Regions from separate parts of the Mus musculus genome. Here region 1 is linked to region 2. The links are chromatin contacts, called in public Micro-C maps. All regions are on one chromosome and are shown on one strand. Each heading gives the region's core, a stretch centred on a gene start, on an enhancer-like site or on the middle of the called end of the contact. The rest is flanking DNA. Distances are from core to core; before and after follow the strand shown. Region 1 overlaps Jazf1 (JAZF zinc finger 1). Region 2 has its middle 53 kb from the start of Evx1os.

Region 1 (6,193 bases), core at 2,524-5,023, 470 kb before region 2:
AACTCCTTGTCCCAAGAGCATCCTCTTAACCACGTAGTTCCCTAGCCTTCAGCATCCTTGTCTGTAAAATGAGCCTCCTAATGCTTTTCTTATATGAAAGCCACTAACCAAATTGTGTGCACCATGGGGCCTTTATCTGCATTGACAGATTCTTTGTGGAATGTGTGTTACTTGCAAACTAATGAATGAGATGTCAGATGACAGAATACTGAGCTTGTGGTTTTGATATCGTGAAGTCTTTTGTTTTTTTTAACTAGTGGGGCCCTAATACAGCCTTAGCAAAAAGTCGGCTACCTTCTTAACATACACAGCCAGAAAGGCTAGTCTCTTATTAGGCTGAGGGGAAAGGGGAAGCCAGATCCTGAGCAGCTGTTTTGCCATCTTTCTTACAATGTTCCGGTAAAGGTACACCCAAGGATTAGAGGCCATGGGGCTGAGCTTGCAGATCTGCTCATGCCACACTGCGATGGAGCTCATACAGGGCTCTGGTCCCGTTGTGATAATGCTATGAGATGTCATCCTCCAGATCCCCAGTCATGTCAGCTGGCACAAAGGAGCACTGATACATGCCATACTGTCCCCAGACCAGCTTCCCTTGACCAAGTGGTGGCATCAATTCCTTTTTGAGACTTATCACTTAATGCTCAGCTTTCAATGTGTGCTGGATAGATTTATATCAATTTAACACAAGCTAAAGTCATCTGCAAGGAAGCAACTTCAAATAAGAAAATGCTTCCACCTCTCTCTGGCGACAGCTGTCAGCCAAGATGGGTACATACAAATACATCCAGGAGCTATGGAGGAAGAAGCAGTCCCATGTGATGCTCTTTCTTATGAGGGTCCGCTGCTGGCAATACCGCCAGCTCTTTGTGCTGCACAGGGCTCCTGTGAAGTCCGAGATACAAGGCTAAGCAAGGTTATGTCATTTACAGGATTCGTGTCCACCTTGTTGGTTGCAATTGCACAGTTCCTAAGGGTGCAACTTACAGCAATCCTGTCCATCAGGGTGTTAAACAGCTGAATTTGCCCAAAGCCTTGAGTCTGCTCTGAGAGAGCTGGATACCATTGTGGGGTGTTGAGAATCCTGAATTCCGACTGGGTTGGTGAAGATTCCACATGTAAGTGTTTTGAGCCTGTCCTCATTGATTTGTTCCAGAAAGCTCTCAGAAGAAATCCAGACACCCAGCGGGTCACCAAACCAGTTCACAAGCACAGGGAGATGTGTGGGCTGCCATCTGCTGGATGCAGAGGCATGGCCTTGGAAAGGGCCACAAGCTCTAAATCCCTAGGGGATTTGGTGGCTCTTTGCTGTGCAGCCTGGGGAAGGCGCAATACTCTGCAGCTCCACCATTACTGCTAATACACGGATATTGTAAAATTCATACCCAATAGACAGTTTAGGACCAAAAAAAAAGTCTCTAACATGTCTCTATGCCTATATTGCATATTCTTAATTTGTGATGAGTTGGGAGGGCCCAGCCCATTGTGGGTAGGGCCGTCCCTGGGCTGGTGGCCCTGAGTTCTATAAGAAAACAGGCTGAGCAAGCCATGAGGAGCAAGCTGGTCTGCAGCGCCCCTCCATGGCCTCTGCATCAGCTCCTGCCTCCAGGATCCCACCATTCCTGAGTGCCCGCCCTGACTCTCTTCAGTGATGAGCGGTATTGAGGAAGTGATGTATTGAGGAAGTGTAATTGAGGAAGTGGTGTATTGAGGAAGTGTAAGCCAAACAAACCTTCCCTCCCTTACTTGCTCTTGGTCATGGTGTTTCATTACAGCTACAGTAATGAAATATATAGGAATATAGGTTCCCGAGTATTGTAGAAAATTCTTCCTCAACACCAAGAGCCACCCAAGTGTCCGTTCAAAATGAAGATACTGTGCCTCCAGTGGCCGGGATAGTTGGGGTCTCCTCTGATGGGAATTTAGTTTACTATTCACAAATAATGCCTAATAGGCACATATGCCAAAATACCTATGTACAACCAAACCCTGCTAACCTGTAAAAGCGTGAGATGTTTATATGCTAATAATCCTCTTATTGTCTAAAGCATCTGTTGAGAGGAGGAGGAGGCTCACTGTGTAAGAGTGTTTGCTGCAGGAGCATAACTGAGTTCAGATTCACAGGCAAGCAGGATCTCCTGAGTTCTGTGAAAGACGATCTCAAGGGACTGAGGTGGTAGTGATAGGACACCTGGTGTGTGGCGCCTCCTCCCCCCGCCCCCGCCAACCCTACCACCACCACCACCACCACCACCACCACCACCACCACCACCACCACCCCCGGCCTCAGCATGCACAGTGCTCACACACATCAAGGCTTTTAAGTATTTTCAGCTGTATACTTGAGATGTGCTCTTGGGGGAGTTTCTGTTCTGATGGCTGTTGAAATCCACACTTAACTTCAATTTACCTGGTCTCAGTATCTTTAGCCCTGTGGATTCTGGTCCAAGGGGTTCTGGGGTTGAATTGCACATCTTACTCTCCAAATTTAATCACAGGAAAGCTCGGCCTAAGTTCTTTTTAAGAAAATGTCAAAGATGTTTTTGGAGAATAAATTGGCAACATGCCAATTTTAAGTGTATCTGGCCACCTTAGATGGCAGCAGTAAAGAAGACAGCCCTGTTTTTAATGTGTGTTCTGGCATTTGTTGATAAGTAGCTTGCTTGCTTTATTATTGGCCATCATCCTGAGTGATGATGCTGTTTCTGTCCTAGGCAATTCTGAGGTTATGCTTAGAGGGGAACTCACTGCTGTTGTGGGAAGTGGGCACCGATATAGCAATTTATGTTTGCCCAGAAATGTACCCACTGCAGGACTGGGTTCATGGGAATGAGAAGCTCTTAATGGCATCCATTTTTTAAAAGTACCTTTGGATGACAGCGAATTGAAAGAATGATAACTGCCTTCTTGCCTGCTTCAGCTACAGCCTGTTATGGCTGTCTAAATACTCATCTGAAAGCACCCCCTTGCTGCCCTCCTGAAGGAAAGTAGTCTGGGCAAATGAACGTGTGCTGGGAGCAAATTGTTTTCTCCTAAACTTCGGGGAGAGGCTAAAACTGTTTCTACGTTCTCGTTATAAAGAGAAAATGTCTTTGGCATTCCTGAAATACTTGCCTGACAGACAAGGTCTGAAGTTGGCTGCAGAGTGGGCAGAGTGTGGCCCGAGCGTGGCCCAAGGCCTATCCTGCCATAACAGGGCCTTTCTGAAGAGGTGAGGATGGCGGTCAGCCCCACCTCTGTCCACCCCACCCAGCAAAAAAGCGGGCAAAAATAGTTTCCTGTGCCCATTCGTAACTTGCAAGTGAATTTTGGACACCACTTCTCCTCAGAATGATCCATTTCTTCGTGCTCCTTCCACTGACCGGGAGCTAGCCCATCCTGCCAAACACGTTGCCTTCCATGCCTTCCTTGGTCTCCCAGAGCTCACAACTGCTGCAGCGTTTTCCACTGTATAAACCTAGCCACTAAATCATGTCACTGTGGTATTAATTTCCTTCCCTAGGCTGAGGATATGCAAATACGCTAGGCTTAATCCTCATCACCTGTCCCCTGGCTGGGGCTGCCAGCAAGCAATGAGGGGGCAGCAGGCAGCAAGCAGAAGTGGAGGAAGGACCATAAATGTGGCGGCGCCAAGCCTGGGTTGGGCTGCCCTTCTTCAGCAGACCACATCTGCTGGAAAACCGCCATTCCTTCCTGGCTGCCTCAGCCTCCCAGTGGGAGATAAGCCGAGCTGGGGACCAGTCTGGCAGCCAGATTCCAGCCTGGACGAATGGTGTGTGGCTGACTTGGGATGTTTGGGATGGGTATGCTGAGCTACACCGCAGCAGCAGCTGCCCTCTTCTAACCCGGGCTGTTGACAGGTCCTGCTGAGAGCCCTTGTTCCTGAATTTAACAAATCTGGAAGCTCAACATTTTCATTTTGAGTTTTTATTTGGAAGTGTCATTTTATTGGAACCAAAATCTCTGGTCCGTTCCCCTGAGGACATACTGATCTTGTCTGAAGCACTGAATATCCTCTGGGTGAAGGTGCTGCCAGGCCCCAGGCTCCCAGCAAAACTGCAACCTTGCCCTCAGACCCCTGCCTCCTTGGTATCCTTGTAGTCTCTCAAGAAAGCCTGTTAAATGACCACAGCACCATGAAAGGATAGTTTAACACAGACATTTCTTCAGTTTCATTGTGGACTGCCTGGGTAAGAGTTCCTGTGTGTGAGATGTCTATCCACCTCTGTGAGTTGGCTAAAGCATGGGTCTCGTTATGATTCAAGAGGTTTATAAATGACCCTACACTGTATAACTTCACTACAAGGGAATATATGGGATAATGTTCCACATTGCAAGTGAATGCTTTCAGCTCATTGATGGAGTGCTTTCTTTGTGCCTGAGGCCCAAAGTTCAGTCCCCAGTACTGGAAGGAAAAAAATTAATGCTCTTAACTGTTAAGAAAACTAATTCAGTACCTTTTAATACTTATGCTGACTTAAAACTATTTGAAAGACAAGTCTCCTGAGAGACTCTCAGACTAGCTGTGGGGGCACGCAGCTGTAACCCCAGAAGTCTGGAGGGCCTTTAGCTCAACACCACCTGGGCTATAGCTATAGCAAGACTTGGTAGAAGAAAATGAACAAAAAGGTTATTTATTGATTGTTTGCTGATAGTCAAGCAGACTCCAAGGCTCACAGTGTGGCCTGGGGAGTGCCTCTCCATCAGAGCCACGGCCTTCCTTTGTTTTCTTGTCACTTTCTTGACATTTGCTCGTTTTTATCTCTTTTGATTTATGTGCATGCATATCGGTGAGTGTTGCGGCAGATGCGTGCAGAAGAAGGCTTTAGACCCCCTGGAGCTGGAGTTGCAGGCAGTTGTGAGCTGCCAGACACGGGTGCTGAACTCAGGTCCTCCTCCAGAGCTGTGGGTTCTCTTAACCCCAGAGATGTCTCTCCACCTCCCCACCGCCACAATTTTATCTTTACAAGTAGCTTTCTTTCAGCAATGTTTTATATCAACCCCATCTAAAATGTTTTAAAATCAATATAAAATGCCCTTTAAAAATCCATGCTAAGTTCCTTAAAACACTTGAGAGAGCCCCTGCATTTTCCTAAGTTGCCACTTCATGAGAATGAGACGTTGGCTGAGCAAGTCTCAGCTGTGCCCACACAGTTGACTTCTATTTTCTTCTTCTCCCTAACTAGCCTTCCTAAGCCCAGGCACCGTATAGTCTCTGAGGGATCAGTCAGAGCCTGTATTCTTCCAGACCTTAAGAACTGTTAGGACATCGACAATAAAAAACAAGTCAGTCCCCTAAAGCTCTGCCATGTCCTTTGAAGACAGAAATTTACATCCCGAACAAGCCAGCAAAGGAGGGTTTTCCTAAGGCTTTTTTTTGGGGGGGGGGAATAACCAGTGCCAGCCTGCCCTTAGGAAACATCCTTCCAGTGAGCTCTGCCTCTGGGCTCTAATAATCGTGATATCCCTCGCTTCCACTTCTGCTGATGAAAAGCCACGCTGGCAAGAGGCTGACAGGCTTGCGGCCTGCAGAGGGCGCTAGAATACCATATTTTCTGAGACAATCCTTCTAAAAATCAGAAACTGGGAAACTACAGAAGGGGGAAGGGCAAAGCCTGAGGCTTCTTAATGCTTCCAACAGTCAGACCGACTGCTTGCAGTCTGGTAAACAGGCTAGGAATTGTGGGCAAGGCCTTTCCCTGCGTTTTGCACCAAGTGTGAGATCAGATGACTCTGTCCGGACTCATTACTTTCATAGCCTAGAGCTAGTTCACACAGCAGCAGGAGTCCACCAAAAAGGCATTTAATTAATGAAATTGAAACTGGTACTTATAACTGCTGATTAGTAGTACTCAGGGTTTTTTTTTTTTAAGTATTTCAAGTAATTTATAAAGCACTTACATAAATAGAAAGCTTTAAATGCTGATATTCCATAAAAAGTAAATAAAAATATTTTTATGCATTAAGACTTAATTAAGTGTCATGATTTCATGTCACAGATTTAAAACAGGGCAGGTGAGACCTGCCAACATTACTACAGCTGCGTTTTACATGCGGAAAGTAATTAAAATGGTCGTTTATGTCTTTTTCCACTTACGGGTATTTAGAGTGCTTGGTATTACACCATGTATTTTCCCAGCAATCATATCGTGGCAGTGTATCTTAGCAGCCGATACGTTTGTTGTTGGTGGAA
Region 2 (6,358 bases), core at 546-3,045:
AAATGAAACGCACTGAGCCTCAGAGAGGACCCACCTCTATGCAGATATTCAAGAGAGTCACAGGCGCAGATTGGTTCGCGGGTCACGCCGGTCTGGGTAGGAAGTAGAGGCAAACAGTGTGAAGGCCCTGAGGACGCACAGTGCGGCACAGCTCACAAAGTGCTTTCTCACCATGCCCTGCTCTTAGGAAGAGATGAGAGTAGTAACTCCGAGGGAGACTGCACAGCTTGGAGGTTACCCCGAGAGGGACCGGAAAGTGGAAAGAAAGTGACAGAGTCAGGGAATGTCCTGGTGCTTGGTATGTGAACCCTTAAGAAGGCTAAGAGCCCAGTCCCAAAGGAGAAGAGAGATGGCGAGAAGTGTGTGTGCAAGGAAGGCAGGTGAAAGTGGGAGCTCTTTCGGAATTGAGAGAAAAGAACGCAGTTGGCCCTGGGGCTGAGCAGCTACAGAAGGGCATGAGGGGAGCATAATGGGGGAAGACGCTTAAGAGTAGCATGCGCAGGGATCAACGATGTTTAAAAGATGCCCTTCGAGTCCATTAATTCACATTTTTTAGGGTCTTCTGCCCTCTCCTCCCCATCTCAAGAAACTGAGTATCTAAAATTCTTGGAAATCAAGACAGGTCCTGTAGTCATGGCTCAGTGGACAAGAGCATTGGCTACTCTTATAGTGGACCCGGGTTCAGCTCCCAGCACCCACATAGAGGCTCCAGTCACCCTTAACTTCAGTGCCGGTGGATTCAATGCTTTCTTCTGACCTCCTCGGGCATCAGGCACATACATGTACAGGCAAAACTCTCGCATACATATAATAAATGAAAACATTTCTCAGAAGCCAAAATCTGCATGAATGATCTCTTGAAGAATTAAATATTATGTTCAGAAAACAGAAGCTGGCTGGAAGACAGGGGCAAGGTCATTTTCAGTTTGAAAACTGGTCGGCCAGACCTCAACTCTCAGTGCCCCTCTCTGCTGCAGAGAAACAGCTCTGTCATGGAAGATCTGGGTTCAAAGTCAAGCTCTCCACACAGGGAGCCTGGCACTTTTCCCCCCAATCTCCTAAGTGATTAGAATGGGGGGATCCCAGTGAGAGGAGATAGGGTCTTCCCTGCCAGGGCCCATATGAGCTTCAACTGACTCTAGTCATTAAGCCAGGGATGTTCTGCTGGGTAAAGTGCCCTGAACTATGCATCAAATTCTGCCAGCACCAAACTCTTTCTGCATAAGCTCTTTCTCTCCTCAGAGCTCCCAGTCACCACTGACAGAGAGCCTGGTGGGCTGGCACAGGTAGGGGGAACCATTCTAACTTGAAATTCCCCTGAAGCCTTGCAGCAGAATTTGGAAGCACCATAGGACTTACCCACAGTCATGCAGTAGAAGTCAAACCCACTGCAATTCATTCCAACAGCACCGTAGCTTCACGGTTTTAAACAGCTGTTGGCAAACTGTGGTCTGAGGTTATGGACCAAATGCTGTGAGTCACCTGACCTTGCAGATGTGGCTTCGTCAGAGCTCATGCCTGCATGTCCAGCCAGATACTGCTCATGGATGCACTTACAGCCCCAGAGCTGGGCAGCTACAACAGCAGTCAAGTGGCCCAGAAAGCCTGAACTACATGCCGTCCAGCTCATTCCAGGAGAAGCTTGCCAGCTCCTGTCCTGAAGCATCATTGTTACCGGTTTAGAAGTTGAGATAATCTCCTCTGAGGTTATTAACAGGAGTGACCACACACTGGCCACGGGCTGCTCAATCACCTCTTGAAGAAAGGGAGGGCGACATTTATTAGCTCTGTGGCTTTGAAAGCACTTTATCTTTCTGAGAGTCCGTTTCTTCCCCCAGCCAGAGGCACACAGCAGCTGTGCCTGCTTGTCCTGCTCTGCTATGTCGACGTAAGCAGCAGACAGAAACACTGGTTAGAGATGTAGCCGAGCAGAAAGAATTTGCCATCGATATAATGTGTTCATTGTTTATGGTTTATTGTTTATTGTATTGTTTTGAAACAAACTCACTCTGTGACTCCAGATCACCCTGCCCTGCCTTTGGGGTTACCTTGCAGGTGTATGTCACCATGCCTAGCTATAATAATTGGCATAATTTAATACTGTTTGGTTTATGTGCTCTAGGAAACTTATTTCTAACAGAACCAGGAGCTGGAAGTCTGAGATCAAGGCACCAGCCAAGTCAGCCTCCAGTAAAGGGCCTCTTCTGACGCGTGGAGGACTGTCTGCTGACCACACCCTCACTGTGGGGGGCAGGGAGGGAGACTCAGATTAAGCACCCACTCATATAGCACCCCTTAGCCTTAACCCTATTCATTCTGGCGGGGGCGGGGTCACAGTGATAGTACGCATGAAGCACAGGATTTGAAAGCAGAGGACTTCCTCAGTTCATCTTGGGCCGGTGTCTCAGCCTCTCTGGCTTCTGTCTCCTAATTTCAGAAAAAAAGAATATTTTGGAAAAATTCAAGTAATAGTTCCGCTCCCGTTTTTGGAGGGGTGAAGGTCTTACATAGCCCCAGGCTGACGTGAACCTCACTTTGTAGTTAGGATGACTCTTGATCTTTCTGCCTCCAGACTGTGCCACCACGCAGAGGTTATACAGTGCTGGGAACTGAGCCCAGGGCTTTGTGCATGACAGGCACACTCTCTGCCAGCTGAGTTGCATCCCCAGCCCTACTGTGCCTTCAGCATGTGTGGTTTATTGTTTCATTTCCTGTTAGCTTTCTTTCTTCTATTTGTTTCTTTATATGGCCTCTGTTCTCAAACTTGCAGTCCTCCTGCCTCAGATTCTCCAGTGCTAGACTACAGGTTTGTGCTACCATACCTGGCTACTTGTTTTAGTTTCTTTTATCAGCTTTTATGTTTTTGTTCATCTCGTGAGGACAAGACCACTGTCGTATATCCATCCAGCCATCTCATGGACGTGACACACAAGAAGGAAGTAGAAATAAAGACAAGACTCTGCTTAGCTAAGTCTGTCTCTTTTCTTACCAGAAACAACAACTCTCCCCCTAAAAAAAAAAAAACTATCCATCAGGCAATTGATCACAGCTCATTCAAAGTAATGGTATCAATGGCTACCTCTAATGAGAATAATCTAGAAGGCATCTGTGACCGTGTGTGCCATAAAGTTGGAAGCTTTTTCTTTTTAATTAAAATCAATAGTCACACCCTCATGTTACTGCAGTTATCCAGAAAGAAAAAGCAGCAGGCTGACTTTGGGGGTCACTGGGACAGTCACTTTGTCTCAGGTGGTCTCTGGCAGCCTCCACCGGCATCATCCTGACTCACCAGAGGTACCGAGAACTGACTTGGGAAAACAAGAAAGAGAGACACATTCTCCTGTATCTAAACAGCAAAAGCAGATGCTGAGGCATGGGCAGTAGACAGAGGCCAGCCAGGTCCTCTGTAGGGAATATGGTGGCTTTGCTCTGCGCACCTCCCTCCCCACACAGCCCATGTTCATTAGAGCGGTCACAGTGGAAACACGACCCACCCTGGGGCTTTTGTCCCCTAGCAAAGCCACAGTGAGAAACCCTGAGCCCCAAACTTGATCTGGTGCCTGGTTCTGTCCCAAATGCTCCCAGCCTTTTTAATGAGGCAAGCAGCCAGAGGAGTCTCATTCCCCACAAAAGAAGATCAAGGTCTCAGAAGGCAGGGGAAGTATTAGTTAAAAACCCAGGATCTAAGCAGAGTGGGGAATCCCCATGCCACAGGGACCCGAAGCACCTAAATAATAGTGTGGACATTCCAGAAAGTGTTTAGGTCCAGGGTGAGAGAGGACTGGCTGACCCGATGGCTTCCGTAGCCATCGGCATGAGAAAGATGAATGAGCGCGTGAACAACCAAGCCTGGCTCACTGTAGGACATTTGCTGCAAATATTTTGAAATTCAGATTTTGTCAGGCTGGTGTAACTAGGAAAGCCTCGTTGGAGGAATATGCTAATAAGTCATTAAAGCACACTCACGTCGTGCCATATGGTACGATTGAAACATAAAACAGTGGGCTCTATTCTGTGGCCAGGGTTGGTTGATAAAAGGGAGCCCTGGGGAGAAGATCGTTGCCCCGACCACCGCACTTTATATGCTAACTCTTGTTCCAGGGGCCTGTTGTCTCAAGCAGGCTGGGCAGCCATGTATAAGTGGCACTCCACGGGAGAAGAGTGCCACAGATAACAGGAGTGTAAACTACAAGCTGGCAAAAATATGGTTGCGTGAGGTATGTTTCCGGGTTGGAGTCTTGCTCTTTGAGTTACTAGTAAGTTCTTAGTAATTATATTCTAAGTCCTAGACGTGTGATCTTGTCTTTAAAATAATTAGAGGTAAGATCACCCTGGAAGTGTATGACAGGTAAACAGATGATGGATTGACAGTCTGTGCTCATGGATGCCTTTAATATGCAAGTCAGGCCCAGATCCTCTCTGCATTCAAAAACTAAACTTGGTGCTTTGCGCTTTAATTGCACTGTGGCCTGTGGATCACATTTGAGGAAATATGCAGATACATGCAGAAGCCCTCTAATCACTCCCTGGCTGCAAAAGAACTCCAACCCCACCCCATAGCCTGAATTCAGAGAGGAGAGCCAGCCTCACAGTCTTCAAACCATTGCCTTGGTAACAACTTTCCCCTCAGCCCTGGGCTGTTATGGGGAATATATATTTAGGAAACTCCGGCAGGAATTCTACCTTTTGTTTTTGCTCAAAGAGAAGTCACTTCAAATCCTGAGCATGCAGGCTCATGATTGATAAGACAAATGCCTTCATTACATGTCTCCCCTTTACATTCTGCAAATGTAAATGTCTCGAAAAACCTAAAACCTAAAAAACCTAAAGAGAGAGAGAGAGAGAGAGAAGAAGGAATGATAGACAACAGTCATCTATACAGGAAAGCCAGGGTTAGGTGGGTCCTGCCCACTCTGGCAGGGTGACACCAACCCTTCAACAACCTGAAACCTCAGTGCATTTATCCTGTGCAGCACAGGGCGGGAAGAGTCAGCTAGTCTTGGTTAGCAGGTCTCTGTAGGCACCAGTCTGAGGCTGTGAACATGTGAGAATTTGCAGTTGCTAACTTTAGCACATATGGCCAGTATTCGAACTCCAACCAGAAGAAGGCTTGGCCATTTCTGTAGGTCTGAGGTATTCAGATATACCCATGTCAAACAATACGCTTTCACTCAGGGCTACCTCGACTCCCTACAACATTGTATACTGCTTAAACTGAAAGATAAGCAAGAAACAGGGAGAGGAGGAGAAGAAGGAGAAAGGGGCTTGGTGGGAGAAGGGAGGGAGACTACTGTCCACTCCAGTCTCCAGTACTATATCCAAGGTAAAATGAGAGTACACACCTTTAATCCCAACACTTAAGAAGGAAGACAAAACTAGACCTCTATGAGTTCAAGGCCAGCCTGGTCTCCCAGGCCAGCCATGGCTACCTGGCAAGACTTTGTCTCGAAAAAGAAAAGAAAAAGAAAATCTTGAAAAATCTATGAGGCCAACCAGGCCAAAACCAGGCAGCAGCTTAAGAGAATGAGTTTCACAAAAGATTAAACCTCAGCTCCTTGGGCTTCCCAGAGCTAAGTCCCAAACAAACTGGTAAGAGTAACCGATGATATAGTCTCAACGCTGATTTTCTAATAAGAGGTGAGTTTTCTTTCCTTGGCACGTTCTCTACAGTCTCTAAGCAATGCCTTACCAGCAGCTCATGCTTAATGCCCATCATAAATAATTAACCATCCTATCTCCCAGGACACACCGCTAAAGGAAAAGGTGAGCATTAAAGCAGAGTTTAAACAGTGCTATTTTATTGAAATTACTTTTAATCTCATCTATATTGTTTAGTTTTGTTTTGGTCTGTGTTCTAGCTGAGCTTTTTCCAGACTGCAAATAGAACACATTGCTCAAACAAATCCACACTCCGAACAGTTAGCACCAGATATCCCTGGCTCCAGGCAGGCTCCTCCTCCCAGCACGGCCAGATATATCTGGAGCTAACAGAAGGACAGATTTGCTTCTCAACTTTTATCTCTGTCAGATAGGATCTCTTTTAGACATTTCTGAGATCAAAGAGGTGTGTGTGTGTGGTGTGTTCATTTTAACAAATGCAATACTGTTAGCTGGGGGGTGGGGAGGGATTCAGCCAGGTAGTGGTGGTGTACATCTTAAATCCCAGCACTCAGGAGGCAGAGGCAGGCAGATAACTGTGAGTTCAAGGCCAGCCTGGTCTACAGAGTAAGACTACACATAGAAACCCTTTCTTAAAAAACAAAACAAAAAGGATAATTCAAAAAGTAAAAAATTTTCCCTCTCATAACTTTTTTATTAGATATTTTCTTTATTTACATTTCAAATGCAATCCCCTTTT

What was found. A called contact is a pair of places that touch in the nucleus more often than the background predicts.
Region 1: a contact with region 2 is called in a Micro-C map of muscle stem cells, with 9 times the contacts expected there. The contact joins two enhancer-like sites. A contact is called at or near these places in 2 of 484 Hi-C or Micro-C datasets (embryonic stem cells and muscle stem cells), 2 of 115 datasets of contacts at active chromatin or transcription factors (astrocytes and embryonic basal ganglia) and 1 of 9 other capture datasets (embryonic tail).

What each region holds. Positions count from the first base shown.
Region 1 is chr6:52,838,276-52,844,468 of GRCm38.p6, reverse strand. The region is part of intron 2 of Jazf1 (JAZF zinc finger 1); the gene reads left to right. Among named protein-coding and RNA genes, the nearest start is that of Gm52903, 25 kb to the left of the region's middle. Within about 2 kb of position 3,773, at least 25 of the 459 cell types and tissues checked have an H3K27ac peak or open chromatin away from gene starts, as enhancers often do. A contact at or near this core is called in muscle stem cells, where this site is marked.
Region 2 is chr6:52,364,383-52,370,740 of GRCm38.p6, reverse strand. No RefSeq gene overlaps it. Among named protein-coding and RNA genes, the nearest start is that of Evx1os, 53 kb to the right of the region's middle. RefSeq lists an enhancer at 2,517-5,577. Within about 2 kb of position 1,795, at least 23 of the 459 cell types and tissues checked have an H3K27ac peak or open chromatin away from gene starts, as enhancers often do. A contact at or near this core is called in muscle stem cells, where this site is marked.